Linked DNA regions of Gossypium hirsutum: region 1 is linked to region 2. Evidence: chromatin contacts called from public Hi-C data. All regions are on one chromosome and are shown on one strand. Each heading gives the region's core, a stretch centred on a gene start, on an enhancer-like site or on the middle of the called end of the contact. The rest is flanking DNA. Distances are from core to core; before and after follow the strand shown. Region 1 holds the start of LOC107899596 (probable WRKY transcription factor 33). Region 2 holds the start of LOC107899589 (40S ribosomal protein S4-like).

Region 1 (6,045 bases), core at 3,374-5,873, 170 kb before region 2:
GAAAAAGTAAACTGATTTCCCTTTCTTTAAAAGCGCACACATCTCATTCACAAGCTTTTTCTGTCTTTAGGTTTTCAATTCATTTTATGGGAAAATCGCTGCCCGGCGCAACCAAGCTTCAACATCTCGCAAAGGTCACCGGCGCCGCCCACCATCTGAACACAACTGGGAAAAACCCAAAACCCACTACTCTGAACCGGCGGATTATAGGTGAAGACAACAAACCCAATTCCAAGAAGAAGATGGAGAGCTCCAGTGCCAGTCAACGCCTCCCACTTTCCGAAGTCGTCTCCGATTGCGTTAAGCGTTGGTTCAAAGATAGTCTCAAGGAAGCCAAAGCCGGGGACGTTAACATGCAGGTTCTTGTCGGTCAAATGTATTATAGCGGCTATGGGGTTCCCCGAGATGCCCAAAAGGTTTCTCCTTTTTCTTTTCCCCATTATTTGGTTCCTACAGGTTTCCTTTTTAATTTCATTTTTGTCTGGGTTTAGGGTTTATGCGTTGCTATTGTGAGTTTATGGTTGCTTAGGAAAATGCAATACATATTTACTAATGAATTTTAAGAATTTGCCGTTTTGCTGTATAAAATTCATTACAAGATGAAGAAAAGTTTGGAGCTTTTGTTCTATATTCTTAGGTTCCAAGATTAACTAGAAGCAGCAACAGGGTTTTTGGATTAGTTTATCTTATTTCTCATTTTGTTTCTTCCAACTAAGCTTGTCTTTGTTTCTAAGTTTAGCTTCGATGTATTGGTATTATAGGGAAGAATTTGGATGACAAGGGCGTCGAGGCTGCGGTCTTCAGTTTGGAAAGTCAGCCATAAGCATCCAGGTTCACCTCTGTAAATGTTAGTATCTTCATCACCTTGTAAGTGATAATTTCCTAATTGTTTGAAATTTGCTGTTTGCTGTGGTGGGTCTTTTATCAGGTTATAATGCGAGTGATTCAGATTCGGATGAAATCAAGAGTGATTCTTGAGTTTAACATACTTGGTCTCTGCATTTCGAACATTTAGAATCGTGAGTGCCTTATTGCTCTGCTCTGATCTTCGTTTCATTAATTTGTGTTCTTCACTGCTGTGAATGTTGTATAAGAATAATCCTATAAGATTTAGAGCTGTGAGTGCCTCATTGCTCGACTTTGGTCTTCATTTGTGTAGCTCGCATTTTTCACTGCGCTGAAGATTGTATAAAGAATAGTCATAAGTTCTGTTGCTGCTAGTTTGGTCACACAATTAAGTCTCTATCCCTGACTTTTGGGTGTGTATTTGACCAGAGAGTGCTGAAGTTGCACATTTTATATTCTTAGGTTTAGGACTCGGTCCTGTTATGTAATCATTGAGCATGGATAATTTATAATCTAGTTATTTCATATTATTTGCTACAAATTCACCCAAATCTGCACATGTTCTGTGATGAAACTATTTATATCGTAGGTTTGGACTATGGTCAGTCTAGACTATTTTCGTACCTAAATTCATATTCTTCTGTTAGATGATGTTTGTTTTATGTCATTCAGGGACGTTGGTTCTTGTGCTTGAGCCAGCCATGGATTAACTGTTATTTTTCCCCTTATCCCACTCATAGGACACTTTACTAGGCCTGATATGAATAGCACTTGTTTAATGGGATTTACTTGACTAAAGATGAATGGCAAGAGCCTCCATTACTTGACTTGTTTAATGAGCAAACATCTATCCTCATTCTAATTCCTTTTGAGGAATGTAGGGAAAGGGGAATGATGGGTTTTAATTGTGATAAGTCAAGCTGAGCTCTTTCATATACTTGTATTTTGCTCATTTACAAGCTAGATCAAGTAGGCTTACTATACTAAATAGCTTGACTTCATGCATTAGTGATCTCAAACATATTTGAGCTAAAGCATTGCAGAACCCTAATTTATCCAAGCTCAAAAGTGGCTTATGAGCTGCTCAGCTAAGGTGTAAGCCTCCTTTATGGGTTTGTCCTCCTAATTCCACCCTTGTTTAAGTGGTCTTGGTTCACGTGTAAAGCTTCTGATAAACTAGATGGAAAGCTCATTAAAAAGAGGGACCCATTTATCTATGTGCGCTTAGAATCGTTTATAACTATTTACTTGTGACACCTTTGGCCATTCAAAAGACAGCACGTAAAACTCTTACTGAGAATGAGCATATGGTCCTATATCCCATAATACATGCAGGAGTCAAAAGTGACTGCTGCTGCAGTGCCAATGGCGGATATTCTTGGGTTTCTGAACAAGCTTTATTTCAAATGCTTCATGGTTCAGGTGGATTGAATATCACGTGGATTATTAGATAATTGTGACCATCCTTACTTCCGGTTGTTGTTGTATAACATCTCTATTTGACAGCAACATGAATGAACAGGGTTTAATCCTCTCTTACAGGAAGTAATGTCTTTTCTACTTATTTGCAGGGTCCGCATGGTTGTCATGCCTGTTTTGTCTCCTTGAAAGTTCCTTGTTCCTGTGTTGTAACTCTTTTTTTTTTTTTGTTTCTTTTTTGTAATTTGGTTTTGGTTTTTATAAAGTGCTTTTTTATAAAAATAAAAATAAAAAAATAAAATAAATACACAAGTCATCTGTTTATTATCATAATATAACTTGTTAATGTTGCCTTTAGACGCAGGAACAGTGTTGAATTATGATTTTTCTGGAGAAAAAATCCGTTTGATCCAAATATTTATGTTATCATATGAAGAACAAGATGTATATTATCGTACTTATTAGCACTTTGATCTCATTAGCAGTTTATAAAAGAATGCATATTAACCAGAATGCATGTACAGTTGCATATTTATCTGGTACAGTAATTGACATGGTCAAGGATTATGATTCTCTCCTACACAAGGAATGAGTCAAATGTGAACTAAATAAGGAAAAAAACAGAACATTACTTTCTTGGAAGTTTTATAAGTTATTATAATATTCAATAATAGAGCATAATCTATTTGTTAGACAAAAATTAAGTATAAATAAATAGAGTTGAGAGAGTCAATAATATATAATACAAGAAAAAAATAAAAAAATAAGAATATATATACATGTACATGTATGGGGTTCAATTGAAATGGTCAAATGGAATAACCAAAAAAGTAGAAAAGATAAGTTTATTTATTTTCACTCACTTGAGTCATGCTTATTATATATATACATAGAGGAGTAAAATTTGATTTGAAAATTGAGTTAAAATAGGATTAATAATTTCATTTATCAAAAGAAAGACATTTGAAGTTTAATTATAAATAGAGCTGATGATTTCCCTTTCGCCAAATTAAGAAAGGTTGAATTCTATTCTAAGGCCCTAACTCTTTTCACAATTTTTGGGTACAAAGAGCTTTTTACTCTCCAGTCTTTTGATTTAGCATTTGAATAACATGGTCGAGAATTTGGTGAAATTGAGATATGTGGTATTTTTAAAACAAAAAGAAATATGCTCACACATCGATTTGAAGTTGCATAAAACCCGAATTTCACTTTGCTAAAAAATCTTACAAAGACAGAAGACCTTACATCTCTAAATTTAACATTTTTATTTGCTTGTCGTGTAATATTAGCAATACAAGCAAAGTTTTTTTTTATTTTTTAAAAAAAACCATATAATCTGATTTAATCCAACTTCTTTAATATGGTTATCAATTGAACTTGAAATACTAAATCAAAACATAATCCACTTTAGCTGAAATCATTAATAGTGACTATAAAACATTAAATCCAAAAAAAAAAAAGAGAATAAATTCTTAAAACAAAAAGTAATTTAAATATTACTCTGTTTTATTATTAATTATAAGTAAATAGAAGTAGAAAATGATATTGAGATGAGCTAAGCAATCTTGAGTGTGGATATTGATTAACAGCCAAGCGGGTACTGCAAAAGACATACAACGTGGAACAAAAAGCAGCGACTTGGATTTGCCTTGATAACAAGGGAAAACAAATAGGCAAAGCCATAATACTAGCTTTGGGGGGCCAAAGATGACTCATATATTGAGTGGGGATGCAATTTTACCATTGTACTAATCTATAATTTTATAAAGTTCAAAGAAATTAAAAGACATATTTACCATTTGGGGGCAAGGCCACTGTCTGCCACCTTATCTACACCCCTTATTCAATTGTTAATATTGTTAATTTTTTTTATTAAATTTGTTCGTGTAACATTTTAAAATAAAAATAATATTTACCTGATAGCAATATAATTAAAAAATGACATCGTAATGAACTTAAGTTAAGAAATAAAAATAACAGTATTAACAATTAGACCTGAATTTTGAAATATAAAAAGTAAAGAGACTAAAATTTTAATTTATAAAGAGTATATGGACTTATGATGCATTTTAACCAAAAAAAAAGGGCTCCCTCCCCTCTGCTTAGATCAGCCGCCATTGATCATTTATGTATCACAAAAAAAATAATTATCAACAATGGCTATAGTCCAGTCAAACCCACATTCTTTGACCGAGAATCCCTTTTTTTTCCACGGTCAAACTTGGTTTTAGCTTCTCAGAAGAATCATGGAGCAGTAGCAGAGAGAAAGGTAAGACCTTATTTCACCATGAAATACCCCCCCATACTCCATAATACTTTGTATATATAAATTGTGTAGCAACCTCAAACCCCATATCCTCCTCCCATGGCTGCTTCATCATCATCTGCTTTTATCAACATGGACAACAACGTTAATCAATCCACCTCCACCAACACCACTTGGCCTTCATTTTCTGACCATAATAAATTTAGCACTCAAGTTCCAAATTTCAAGTCATTTGCTCCTTCCCCTACCCTTATCTCCCCTTCTTCAGCTTTTAGCCCGACTGATTTCTTGGACTCACCTGTTCTTTTCTCCACTTCTGCTGTGAGTACTTTTTTAAACTTAATCACTCTGTTTTACATATGAATTTTATATATATGCTAAATTCATCTGTATTTTCTTTTATAGCTTTTTTCTTCTCCGACTACCACCGGTGCTTTTGGCGGTGCTCAAACGGTAAACTGGAAGAACGATTCTAATGACCATCAACAAGGAATCAAGCCCAAGGGGTTTGATTTTTCTTTCCAAGTGCCTCAAACGCAGTTAACGCTGCCATCTACGACCGCTACCACTGCCTTTCAGTCTTGTTCCAACACGGTTTCTATGGTACACAACGCTGGCTTATAGCTATTTCATTTCTCTGATTCTATTTGCATGCGGGCGTTTAGGCTAAACAAAAGAATTGGTTTTCCTCAGGAACAACCGGCATGGAGTTTAGAGAAAACCTGCGGTGAAATGGTCCAATTCAAACCAAATATGCAGAGCAATACAGGTTCTCAACCAGCTGGTAATTACACTTCCCAATACCATCAAACATCACAGTATATGAACAACAGGAAGGTTGAAGACGGGTATAACTGGAGAAAATATGGGCAAAAACAAGTGAAAGGGAGTGAAAACCCACGCAGTTATTACAAGTGCACGTATCCCAATTGTCCCACAAAGAAAAAAGTGGAGAGATCTTTGGATGGACAAATTACTGAAATAGTGTATAAAGGTAGCCATAACCATCCCAAGCCTCAATCTACAAGAGGTAATAGGTCCTCATCGTCTCATTCTGCTGAGATATCAGATCAATCAGTTGGTACATTAGGGAACCAACTAGGAGACTCCTTTATAATGCAAGATGAGACTTCGGGTTCCATTGATGATGATGACTTTGACCAAGCTTCTTCAGCAATAAGTAACACTAATGGTTGTGATGATATCAACGAAAATGAACCAGATGCTAAAAGATGGTAAGCTTGGATCATAGCCAAAAATGAAAAACAGATTCTCCCATTAATGGGTTCTTGTTTTAGCTTACGCTTTTGTGATTTTTTTTTTTTGCAGGAAAGGTGAAAATGAGAATGAGGGTATGGTAGGTTGTGGTAGCAAAACTGTGAAAGAGCCTAGAATAGTGGTGCAAACAACAAGTGATATTGATATTCTTGATGATGGGTATAGATGGAGGAAATATGGACAGAAAGTAGTCAAGGGAAACCCCAATCCAAGGTTAGTCATTATTCTCCACC
Region 2 (6,526 bases), core at 1,209-3,708:
CCTCTGCATAAGAATAGCAATGACTTCTCTATAGGTGAGAGCATACTTCAATCGGTTTCGCAAAATAAGGATCAATGGCAAGCATTCCCTGGACTTGTGGGGACCAGACGATGGCTTGGGTGCCTGCAGATATGGAAACCGAAAACATCATCTAAAACGGTAAAGGTGATGGGTGCAAAAAAATGAAGAAAAATGAGAACTGAATCAATAAAGAAAAAAAAGTAAACTAGTATGGAAGTGAAGGGATCAAGATGATGACATACAAAAGCACCACCAAGCTTGTCAAGCATCCAATGCCTGGGGGCATTGAGCCTCTTCAAATGTTTCTTCAACCCTCTAGCCTGTAACACACCGCAAAGAACAACATATCGTAAATGAAACTGAAATGCATAAGGAATCAATTTGTCTACCCATTACAAATAACAGAACAATGAATGAAGAGCAGGTAAAGAATCTAAGGTTCCATTCAAGTCCCCCATTCCCAATCAATCAAAACAACATTTATACTAAATAGGCAAGGAATTAGATAGATCCCGGCTACAATGAAAAGTGTGAATCACAGAAAACCCAGATATAATAAATATTCAAAAATCAATTAAGTTTAGACCAATTCATTTGCTTAGAAAGCTAGCTGAAAACTTTGAATAACAGTGACTGAACAAACTAATATGGAATCGCCTAAGCAGCAAACCATGAAACTTACATAACTATCAAAGAATGAAATAGTTAAGAAAAGGTAAGAGGATCGAAGTTAGGAAAAGTAGAAGAAACTGACCATATTGGAGAAATGAAATGAGGCTGCTTTGCTCAAAGTCTGTGTCTTGCTAGGGTCTTCAAACAAGAAACCCTAATAGCTACATATATTAATAGATGAGGGCATTATCGAGATTTCGATCCAAATATGAATTTGGCGTCTGCCATGAACAAAACTATGTTTATGGGCCATTAGGCCACAAAAAAGATAAAATTTTGGGTTCATTATCCCCTCTTTTTTTTATTGAAGTTGCTCAAGTTCTTTTGGGAATATACAATGGTTAAAATATGCTATAGGTCCTGTACTTTTAACATTTAGAATTTAATCTCTCCACTTTTCAGATTTTAAAATTCGGGTCCAATTGTTAATATTGTTAAATTTGTTGCTGTGACATTTTGAAATAAAAAAAAATACTCACTTAGTAATAATGGAACTAAAATATGGGGTGCACTGAACCTGAATTTAATAAAATAATTTTAATTATGTTAATAGTTAGACTTGAATTCTGACATTTAAAAAGTAGAGGGGTTAAATTCCTAAAAATAAAATTACAAAGATTTAATTTCAAATTTATAAAGAGTATAAGGACTTTGACATATTTTAACCATATACAATATAGGTTTAACTTATGGTTTTTGTACTTGTATTTTCATCATTTGGTACTCAAGTTTGACATTTTTTTAATGTGGTACTTATGTTATTTTTGGCTAAATTTGGTACATGTATTTGATAAAAGTTATATATTTTGGTACGCTTACTTTTTTAGGGTTCAGTTTGGATTTTAGGGTTGATTTGATGAAAATTAATTTCTAATATAATTTGGTTTGAAATTTTCATAATTTTGTAAAACGAATAAATTTAGTGTTAATTGTTAACTTGTTTAAATTTACATTTAATTTGTCAAATACAATCCAATAGATGTGATATAATTTAGGTTTTATTGTTGATTTTATAAAAATTAATTGTTAATATTATTACCTAATTATGAATTTTCATCTAATCAACTTTAAAATCTGAATTAAACACTAAAAAATTAACTCTGTTATCTTTAAATACCAAAGTGTAGAATAAGAAATATTCTTCAATGAATATAAAATGGAATTGAATGGTTTCAAGTCATTACAAGAGAAAAATAAATAAATAAAATGTCAAAACTTGCATCTTAAGACACTCATTGATGTTTTATCGACATAAATATTTTTTTAAAATATTTTTTATTATTTATGATTACACTTCGTACTAGATAAATTATTTATTTTCTGAATAAATTATAGACTAATAATTGAAAGATCCATAATTTTATTTTTAAAAGTTTAGTCCTTTTTGCTTTTTAAATTTAAAAATTTAAGTTCATTTATTAAAATTGTTATAATTTTTTTGTCAAAATTTAAAATCCACATGACTCAATCAATCTCCAACACTTGTAATAAATTGTCTCAAAGGATTTTGACATTAAACAATAAACAAAATACTTAAATAAATATGTATTTTAACACAAGAAGACAACAACAGTTGTTTAATCTTGAACGATGTGAATCAGAATAGTAGCTTCATCACTGGTGGGCGCTGCATCAGCTGCTTATTCATAATTATAGACACTCACAATCAATATCCAAAAACTTGAAGCTAAAGCAACCCCCCAGAAATGAAAAAAGATTAAAGTGATTATGATGGTAAAAGAGTGTAACCTGGAAGAGATGTGGGCAATTGAGAGACAATGTTATCAATGATACCTCCTCCATCCTCTGTTTGCTCCTCTTTGTTCATAACCCCTCCTCCTCCTCCACCACCCTTTTCTGCCTCTGGTCTCAAACCAGATTCACCAAAAGCTTCAGCTTTTCCTTGAGCACTGATGCTTCCAGCTTTGGGACTTAAAGGACTGACCAAGTTTGAAATGATTTGATCAAAAAACCCACCTCCCTTCTCTTCATTTTTGGCCTCTGCACCTGCGCTCATGGTCTCTTTCTCAGCTTCTTTAGCTTGGCTCTCTTCATCAGCATCTGATCCTGCAGTAACAAAATTTGAGATGAGATGATTAATGAATCCACTACCATTAGCTCTTTCTTTCTCTTCCCCATGTTGTTTAGCTCCTGCTTCATCATCTCCCTTGGGATTAATGGGATGCAACAAGCTATCAGCTTCAGGCACAACATCATCCATCTTTTCTACGATTTTGATCAAGGGATTTGGTGGGAGAGATATAGGTGTTATTTATACTGAGAGGCGGTGAAGGGGGAAAAAAAGGAAAGGGCAGAATCGTCCTTGTCTGAAAATAATAAAATACTGATAGAGAGGGCAATATCTTGATGATTAATTGGGTAAATAGTCGAAAAGGCCCAACAATAGGTGGACATGTGTCAGCTTGCTGGAGCCCTTCTCAAAGCATTTTTATGATTTCCATACATACATGGTCGGTGGCATCGAATACCGCCTTTGTCAGAAATGCAAATACTCTTGAAAACGTTATCGTTTCCCTTAAACAATTACTTTTACTTTTCAAATATCAAAATTCCAATCCCATTATTAATATTGTTAAATTTATTAAAATATTATATAAAAGTAAAATAAAAATAAATATTAAACTTGAATTTAGAAATCTCAAAAGTAAAAGGACTAAATTTTTAAAAATAAAAATACAAGGATTAAATTCTAAATTTACAAAGAATACATGGACTAATTAATATTTTAACCAAACAAATATTATATAAAAGCAAGTGGGGAAATTTGCTTTCTTTTTATCAATTCCTACTCATTCTAACATTAATATTATTATTAATATTAAACAAGAAATAAAATAAATATTTTCCTTCGGTCTGAGACCCCAATGTCCGATAGTCAAACCCCAAAATGAAAGGGTAAAACAACTCAAATTCGAAATAATCCTCTAAACAATACATAGGCAGGCACTTCTATATTCCAAAAAGCCATTTACATGCTAAAACAGGATCTTCATTGATCAGCATTGCAATCAATACGTTGTCAAAAAAGCAAGTGTATCCCGTACAAGAGTTCAACATTGATCACCATATATCATTTAAAACGAAAACTATGCCTACGTTCTCAAAAGAATCAGAAACCATCTCCTTTCGGTGATTTATGAGATCAAATTCAATGGGGTTGATTGGTTATCAATATAGAACCTACAGGAAGTCAAGTCAGACCTTACCAATCAGAGTTAACTTCCTTATATGGTAGTTATGCTATGGATCATTCTCTCTTCGACCATATATAGCTTCCGCCTCAGCTTTCTTTTGTGCTTCCCTTTTCTCCTTCCGTCTAGCATCCCTCGCAGCAGAATCAGCCTGTACTTTCTCCATTATTGCATTGAAACCAGGAACTGTCCTGTCTAGTTTGTTAAAAACTTGGCTGCTAAGGTTGTAAAAGATTCGGAATATTCTCTGCAAGTATACAAAGAACAAAGGTTAAAACAGAAGAATAGATACTTTAACAATTACCATAACATGTTATTTTAACAAAAGCATCTTTAACAATTCCTAGGATGATCGTCCCAATAAAAAGAACTAGTATACATTGAAAGCAGGGTAGATACTTTAGTTATCAAACTTGCAACTTGACCAACACCGTACTCGGAAGAGATTACACCCTACCTTGACATCCTTATTCCAATGTCTAATGTACGGAGGACCAGTTGTGTAGGTACCAAGAGGTTCACGATACCACTCTCCACCATAGGTAATCTCATCCATTGCTTGCTCAACACTTAAAACTTCCCATGGCCTTAGCCCAGGGATAACTTTAGCCAACTTTTGCCTGCCTCACAGAAGCAACTAAATTATTAACATTTTTCTCGATATATAAGATGATAACCATAAAAAAAAATAAAAAATAAAAAACATGTAATTTCAGCAATATGATGTACAAATATCTTCAAAACCAGATAAGGTAGGCTAGAAAAAAGAGACGTAATACCGAAGATCTTTTGAGATGTATTTATTTGGCATATAATCAGCTTCCAAAAGAGTTGTCATTTCAGAGCCACCAGCCCAAAGAAATAGGGCATGGCTAGGTATTCTAACACCAGGCCATATGCCATCATTAGCTTTTAAAACAGCCAAATCACGTCTTTTGCTCTCTATAGCTTCGTGTTGAAGCTGCTTATAAGTTTTCTCCTCGTGTCCTTTAAGGGGAACCCAAGGAGGTATACCTTTCTGAAGTTTGTGAAGGAAAGCTGTTGCTGCTGCACCAAGCCTAACTGATGATCAACACAAAACAATAGTAAATCAACCAGATAACTGAATCAGACCATTCTGAGAATATTTTTGTGATGATGTACATAGGAAAATGGTCGTTGCCTGGACAATACTCATCTAATTATAGTGCATTTAACAGTATATTCAAGATGAAAGAAATCATGCCTAAACGGTATAAAGGAGGTTTGGCTCTCAATTCCAAATGATTGAAACAGATAACCTGGAAGTATTGAATCTTTTATTCAATAGATCACAATGTTTAAAAGGAGTTCATGGGAAAAAAAGCAGGAGAATAAAGGTATTGTATTATATACTAAAGGTAGGCCTTAACTACATAAACATCATAGCATCTTAAACGGATTTAATCTTGTTGAAATTGCATCCCATGCTCATTTGAATTCCTAGAAAAATCACTTAATCACGTGTGAAGACAATACACCTCGAATTTAGTTCATCAAATTTGTATTCAACATGGATAACTAATACCATTTGGTACTGCATTTTGCTATTACACTCAAAGAACGCTAACAAAATATTAACGAGGTGATACCTATCAGCCAATACTGAAACTATGAAAGAGGATTCCCAGTTTACCCTTGGGCACCTATTTCCAGATACAATAAACAAGATTTAAATGAAAATGAAAAGCATAAGGAAAAAAAGGAAAAAAAAAAAACAAACCTTCCCAAGTGGCTATTGCTGGTTCCAAGCCATAAACCATATGAATTGGTGCCCATTCATCCATGTCCTCTCCCCAAATAAAAGTGTGTTTATCAATAATCCCAGCACCCCAAGCTGTTTTGAGGGTTATTAACTCACAAGGACCTCGGGTGCGCCCCAGTCGATCTTTGTAGTACCACCCTCCACTTCTCATGATAACTGTATCCACAAAATAACTCAAAAAATTCTAAAGCAATTTGAAGCAGAGCCAGGCAAATCAACAATGTACATTTCCACATAGAAACTAAACCACGAAAAAACACTCTCGGAACTAATACATGAACCGAACTTACAGTCATAGTAACGCTTCTCGAGCCGCTTATACCCAATAGCTTGAGCAACATCAATGGGTTTACCAGGTGGATAAGGTCTCTGGCGGAACCCCCAAAGCCCAAAGAAGAACTGTTTCGTGAAATCCCAAAACTTATCATCGCTCTCTTCTCTGGTCTTGATAGCTTTTCTAGGCATAGGCCTCCCATCCAACCCAATCACATGTGGAAGCGCTTGCCACAGTTTCTTATCTTCTTTCCTGAACGGCTCTTCATTTTCTTTAAGCTCCATTCTATTGATCTCGTCAGCAATTTCCTCAGCTCTAGCCAAAAACTGAACCACGGGACTTGCCCTGAAATCACGCCACCATTTTTCATTCTCTTTAATTTCCTCTTCCGTCGGGTTCTCTTTCTTCTCGAAAACGGGGTCCTCATCCAAAATCTTTTCGACCTCCGGAGTGTGCCTGTAATCAGGGAGGTTCTCGCATTCCCAAAAGAACTGGTCCAGCATCTGCTTGTAGGGTCCGGGGGTGTCGGAATCTGAGTCGGGTTTCTTGGGTTTTTTGTTGAAG

The links. A called contact is a pair of places that touch in the nucleus more often than the background predicts.
Region 1: a contact with region 2 is called in a Hi-C map of leaf, with 2.4 times the contacts expected there. The contact joins the promoter of LOC107899596 here to the promoter of LOC107899589 in region 2. A contact is called at or near these places in 7 of 34 Hi-C or Micro-C datasets (hypocotyl and leaf).

Annotation. Positions count from the first base shown.
Region 1 is chrD04:49,416,282-49,422,326 of Gossypium_hirsutum_v2.1, reverse strand. LOC107899596 (probable WRKY transcription factor 33) reads left to right here and starts at 4,623. Exons shown (of 5, transcript NM_001398524.1): 1 at 4,623-4,855; 2 at 4,940-5,137; 3 at 5,228-5,769; 4 at 5,864-6,025. The coding sequence starts at 4,634. It overlaps LOC107899598, which reads left to right and starts at 19. Exons shown (of 4, transcript XM_016825358.2): 1 at 19-416; 2 at 762-831; 3 at 929-1,019; 4 at 2,182-2,778. The coding sequence starts at 87. The coding sequence ends at 978.
Region 2 is chrD04:49,241,360-49,247,885 of Gossypium_hirsutum_v2.1, reverse strand. It overlaps LOC107899589 (40S ribosomal protein S4-like), which reads right to left and starts at 2,458. Exons shown (of 6, transcript XM_016825345.2): 1 at 2,443-2,458; 2 at 776-854; 3 at 264-341; 4 at 1-123. The coding sequence starts at 778. It overlaps LOC107899588 (protein TIC 56, chloroplastic), which reads right to left. Exons shown (of 6, transcript XM_041090766.1): 1 at 5,979-6,526; 2 at 5,647-5,844; 3 at 4,685-4,967; 4 at 4,363-4,525; 5 at 3,921-4,152; 6 at 2,158-2,760. The coding sequence ends at 3,955. It overlaps LOC107899590, which reads right to left and starts at 3,634. Exons shown (of 1, transcript XM_041090767.1): 1 at 2,158-3,634. The coding sequence starts at 2,914. The coding sequence ends at 2,420.